2 separate regions of the Mus musculus genome follow, and region 1 is linked to region 2. A link is a contact called in public Hi-C data. All regions are on one chromosome and are shown on one strand. Each heading gives the region's core, a stretch centred on a gene start, on an enhancer-like site or on the middle of the called end of the contact. The rest is flanking DNA. Distances are from core to core; before and after follow the strand shown.

Evidence for each region. Hi-C and Micro-C count contacts between places; a contact is called where the count stands out from the background.
Region 1: a contact with region 2 is called in a Hi-C map of muscle stem cells, with 3 times the contacts expected there. The contact joins two enhancer-like sites. A contact is called at or near these places in 3 of 484 Hi-C or Micro-C datasets (the G1E-ER4 cell line, embryonic stem cells and muscle stem cells) and 1 of 9 other capture datasets (embryonic stem cells).

The regions. Positions count from the first base shown.
Region 1 is chr5:92,116,625-92,119,399 of GRCm38.p6, reverse strand. It overlaps a transcript of G3bp2 not described here. Among named protein-coding and RNA genes, the nearest start is that of Uso1, 20 kb to the left of the region's middle. Within about 2 kb of position 1,424, at least 76 of the 459 cell types and tissues checked have an H3K27ac peak or open chromatin away from gene starts, as enhancers often do. A contact at or near this core is called in muscle stem cells, where this site is marked.
Region 2 is chr5:91,806,354-91,809,242 of GRCm38.p6, reverse strand. It overlaps the pseudogene Gm5558. Among named protein-coding and RNA genes, the nearest start is that of 1700063O14Rik, 40 kb to the right of the region's middle. Within about 2 kb of position 1,367, at least 24 of the 459 cell types and tissues checked have an H3K27ac peak or open chromatin away from gene starts, as enhancers often do. A contact at or near this core is called in muscle stem cells, where this site is marked.

The DNA.
Region 1 (2,775 bases), core at 175-2,674, 310 kb before region 2:
CATTTCTAGTTACTCCTGACTTCTGTCCTGAGCTCTTCATGTAGACTGCCTCCCTCAGCTGCCCCAACTTACCTGCTTTCTCCTTTTCTGTCTATTTCTTTGTGTTTTGAGACAAGGTGTCACTGTGGTCCAGCCTGGATGGGAATTCTTTTGTAGGCCTTAAGATTGTGATAATCCTCATGTGTCAGCTTCCTAAGTGCTGGAATGATAATTATGAGCCACTATGTCTGGCTTCATCTTTGACATGTTGTTTTCTGGGAACTGAGGATCAAACATGTGCTTCCCACATCCCAGGCAATTACTATACCAGTGAGCTGTGTCTGTAGCCCTCAGCCCTTTTCATGGAGAAGGAAATGATTGAAGAAGGGCAGTAAGTAACTGTGACAGGTGACAGAGCACAAGGACCAAGGTTTGATGGGGGATTTCTCCATCTGGCCTGCACCCTGTTCCCCACCCCCTTGCTTTTCCACTTCAGCCTCTAGTTATTGGCTGCTTCCAATGACCATCTTCACTTCACTTACTTTCCCAGCTAAACTATCATCTTTGTGAAATGGGAGAACTAACCAGTAGGATCAGGGATCCACCTAGACAGAGAATTTCCTCAGTTGTCTCTATAGTGTCTCAGAGCTAAGTGACCATGCCAGAACCCTTGGGAACAAGGAGAGATTGAGACTGACTTCCTGCCCTCTTGGTCTCTCAAGTTGGGTTTTCCAGTGGCCTAAAGCTTAGCCCAGACCAGCTCTTTTGAGCTGTCATTCATATAAGCTGTCTTAAAAGAGAAGTAGCAGGCTGTGCATCACACTTAGCCCAAGGCCAGCATATGCTGAGATGTTCAATACAGCTTTGCTTTTACTTTCCCATACAGACTACCTCAGCTACTTTTAGCTTAAAACTGAAGCCAGAGGTCATCAGAGCTGATTTGTTTTTTCCTCAAGTTCGAATCCAGGGTGAGGTGACAGAACTGCAGTACATTGTGACTAATAGGTTGGAAGCCCATGGGACAGATGACACTGACAAAAGAAAGAGTGAACAGTAAAAAGGAACCTTCACATTTTAAATAAAAATGAAACGACACGCTTCAACTTTGTAGAAATGATTCCCACAGTCTGTGCTTGTGTCCACCCGAGCATGCCCAATCACATATGATCTTGGAAGCTAGGCAGGCTCCGGCTTAGTTAGTACTAGGATGGGAGACCATCCCCATGGAGGGCATAACCTGGACCATAATATTAAGTGATTCCATTCTGGCAGATGTCTGTTCCCTCTCCTGCCATTTGTCTTACGTTGACTGCTGCTCTTTCATGTTGGCCTCTGGGAGGCACTGTTTCCCCTCTAAATGTGGACCAGAAGGCAAGACTCAGCAATCACAGTGCTGGGCTCTGGCTGCTAGACTTGAACCAGAGCAGCTGTGAATGACGTCACTGTTGGTCATCTGCTGTACACGCCAGGTTCATCTTCGGCTTGCGAGGAGTGTCTCTTGTTGACCGTTACTGGACTTTGTGAAGACTGGCTTTTTATTCCTGTCATGTAAAAGTCATTTGCCAGCCGTGTTGCTAAGGGCTGTCGTAAAATTTCTCAACCAAGTCCAGAGAGGGAGATAGCTAGTGTTCTAGCTTGCTTTTCCATTGCTGTAATCAGCACCTTGACTTCTGAGGGAAGCCAAGGCAGGAGAACCTGGAGGCCGGAACTGAAATACAAACCTGTGTACTGGTCTTTCCCCTCTGGCTTGCTCAGTTCATACCTTTCTTATATAACCCAAGCCCACCTGCCCAAAGATGTTACTGTCTCTGGTGGTCTGGGCTCTTCTACGGGGATTAGCAATTAAGCAAATGTCCCACAGACATGCTCACAGGCCAGTAATTTTAAAATTGAGTTTCTCTTTTGCAGGGTATGGCTAAATTTGGGTCAAATTGATAAAAACTGTCTATAACAGGTAGATAGCTGATTCCTCAAGACTCAGCCAAGGGACAAGGCACGGGAAACAGTCTTCACGGCCTTCCCAAGGGTTCCAGGGCCTTTAGTGTTTTGGTTTGAAGTAGAAAGGGATGCTTTCTTCCTTTCAGGGAAACTGTGGCAGTCCTGACCCCTCAGTAAATGAGGCTTGGCTTGCGTATACATTCGAATTTACTATGAAGTAAATTTGTATCTCACTCATACACTTGCTGGAAAGCAGCCAGTAGTCGCAGTAAAATTCAATTAGCTAATTCGTTAAATTAGAATGTTTACATTTTTATTTTCAAGATTCAGCATTTAGTGTAGGATCCCAGATCTTCCTTCACTCAACTCAGTTGTGCTCCGAACAAATTCGGATTTAACGGATGTTTGGCAGGACTAAGGCCCAATCTTCCGTTTTAAAAACTTGGTTCATTAAACCTTAGTTTATAATGAATCCTAACACTAATGAATCTTTATAAAGAAGCTAGGAAAGGCTTCTCATTCGTCGGTTTCCTAATGGCTTTCTTTGATCTAACCTGTGTCAATGTGTTGTTTCTTCTGGGATCAGAGTCTGTATCATTGTGTCTGTCTTTTATTACATTTTTCTCCAATAAAAAGTTATACTTAGTTACTGGGCTTTTGTTAAGTCTTTATTTGTGTGTGTGGTCTGTGTGTACGTATTAGCGTGGGTGTTTACACATGCTAAAGGTAGACTTAGGTTATCTTTTAACCTGTTGCTTTCTACTGATTTCTTTGTTTGTTTGTTTGTTTGGTTGGTTGTTTTTTGAGAAAGGGTTTCTCTGTGTAGCCCTGGCTGCCCTGGAACTCACTCTGTAGACC
Region 2 (2,889 bases), core at 118-2,617:
ATCCCTGGATATGGCAGTCTCTAGATGGTCCATCCTTTTGTCTCAGCTCCAAACTTTGTCTCTGTAACTCCTTCCATGGGTGATTGTTTCCAATTCTAAGAAGGGGCAAAGTGTCCACACTTTGGTCTTTGTTCTTCTTCAGTTTCATGTGTTTTACAAATTGTCTCTTATATCTCAGATATACTAAGTTTCTGGGCTAATATCTACTTATCAGTGAGTACATATCATTTGAGTTCTTTTGTGATTGTGTTACCTCACTCAGGATGATGCCCTCCAGGTCCAACTATTTGCCTAGGAATTTCATAAATTCATTCTTTTTAATAGCTGAGTAGTACTCCATTGTGTAAATGTACCACATTTTTTGTATCCATTCTTCTGTTGAGGGGCATCTGACCAAATTTCTTAAAACTTACAAAATCTCCAAGGTACTGTTTCACAGATAATTCTTGTTTAAAACAGTCACAACTTGCTAAAAGTTTTATGCAAAATCTTGGTTCATAAATAAAATAGAGGGAAAAAAAACCCCACCAAATAGCAAAAGATCACCAACAACCAAGAGAGAATTATTATTATCCTTAAGTAAGTGTTGACAGCAGTAAGAATCAGCAACTAATCATGAAAGTTCACCACAGCCCTGCCAGGCCCCACTGATTGGGAGGCCTGGGCACCTGGATTTGGTCCAGGTAGGAAATCAGATGTCCCTGCTACGGAGACTTCACTCTGTCTTGCTTAGTTTGTTCATGTTTCTGATGTGCACAGAAGTCAAAGGAAGGAAGGCATTTTGCTTTCTTATGTGCAGAGACTCAGCATCCAGGTACCAAATTCTGTCACAAGTGTGACTCTGAGCAGCATACCCACAACTTGGCTGTGGGGGCTTCCTTCCTCTGGAGAGTGTCAGTATCTGTGGTGCCCCGTAATGGGTCTTATTGGATCCATTATCCAATAAGACCCATTGTCCTTGTGCCCATTCCACGTCTTTGAATGTAGGCTGAGGCTTAGATGATTAATTATTTAATAAGTTGTATAATATGGCACCGGTGTCTGAAATCCCTTAATCCTGTAGAGTTTTATGAAGCTGTGGAAATACAAGACAGAGAAAAGAAAATCCCCTCTGAGTTATGTGGGGGTGGGGTTGGGGGGAAGGCAAGTCTGGAGGCTCTGGGAGCCTGCAGAGGAAGAGACAGGCTAACATGCGATGGCTTGCGGGGGAGGACTAGGTGTCTGATCTCACTCTCAGAGTAGACATGTAAGAACAGCTGTGGTGTGCCAGCATCAAAGGCCACAGGCAGAGTGGTGACTAGACCCACACTGGGAATGTCACGGTACTAATGAGTTCCACTCACTCCTAAAAATATTCATCAGCTTTGGGAAGAAGCTGAGCTGTTTGACCCTCTTCTTCCATCACTGCCGGAGCCCTGCATTTGATCCTCTGGGAAGGGCATGGCAGTTCCCACGCTGGGGGAATGAGCCTGGGGAAGTGGGCTTCAGAGGCTTCTGCATGCCTCAGTGTCTGCTTGTGCCCCTCCCCCCTCCCCCAAGCTCCTGTCTGTGGTCTCAGGCTCTTCAGAGCAACAGGCCATGTTCTGCCTGCATGGTTCACTCTCCGAAGAATAACCTAAGTCATAGCTCCAACCAGGAGGCAGAGATAATTTGCTCGCTTCCATATTCTAGGTATGTGAGGAAACACTGCTCAGGCTCAGTATCTATACATGTCAGAGTTGTTTCGGTTGGGAGTCCCAAGCCCAACTCAGACTGTCATAAGAAAAAGCAGGGATGTGTTGTTTAATTTAGCACAGGATCCCAGGGAAACTTTAATTTTAGTTAAGACTAAACCGAGAGGTAAAAATAGTTTGGCTAAGGAGGGATGATAAGAGCTGGACGATAGCCAGGAAAAATGAAGAGAAACCCGTCAGTGTCTCCCATGTTTTATTGAGTGACGACAGCTCTGATTTTTTTCTTTTTCTTTTGGAACAGAGTTTTTAGTATGTAACCCAGGCTGGCATGGAACTCATAATCTTCCTGCATCTAACTTCCAAGTGCTGGGGTAACTAGTGTGTGTCACCATGCCTGGCTCAGACTATCGTTTTCAGCGCCATCAGAGATCCACATAAGAATACAAGTGCTAGGCTTTGCAGACGCCACTGTCGCTTTTCGCCGCTTGCTGCAGCCATGGTCAACCCCACCGTGTTCTTTGACATCACTGCTGATGATGACGAGCCCTTGGGCCTCGTCTCCTTCAAGCTGTTTGCAGACAAAGTTCCAAAGACAGCAGGAAACTTTCGAGCTCTGAGCACTGGAGAGAAAGGATTTGGCTATAAGGGTTCCTCCTTTCACAGAATTATTCCAGGATTCATGTGCCAGGGTGGTGACTTTACACGCCATAATGGCACTGGCGGCAGGTCCATCTATGGAGAGAGATTTGAGGATGAGGACTTCATCCTGAAGCATACAGGTCCTGACATCTTGTCCATGGCAAAAGCTGGACCAAACACAAACGATTCCCAGTTTTTTATCTGCACTGCCAAGACTGAATGGCTGGATGGCAAGCATGTGGTCTTTGGGAAGGTGAAAGAAAGCATGAACATTGTGGACGCCATGGAGCGTTTTGGGTCCAGGAATGGCAAGACCAGCAAGAAGATCACCATTTCTGACTGTGGACAACTCTAATTTCTTTTGACGTGCGGGCGTTTTACCCATCAAACCATTCCTTCTGTAGCTCAGGAGAGCGTCCCTACCCCATCTGCTCGCAATGTCCTGTCATCTCTGCTCTCACTGAAGTTCTTTGGGTTCCATATTTTCCTCATTTCCCCTTCAAGTCTAGCTGGATTGCAAAGTTAAGTTTATGATTATGAATAAAAACTAAATAAGAAAAAAAAGAATGCAAGTGCT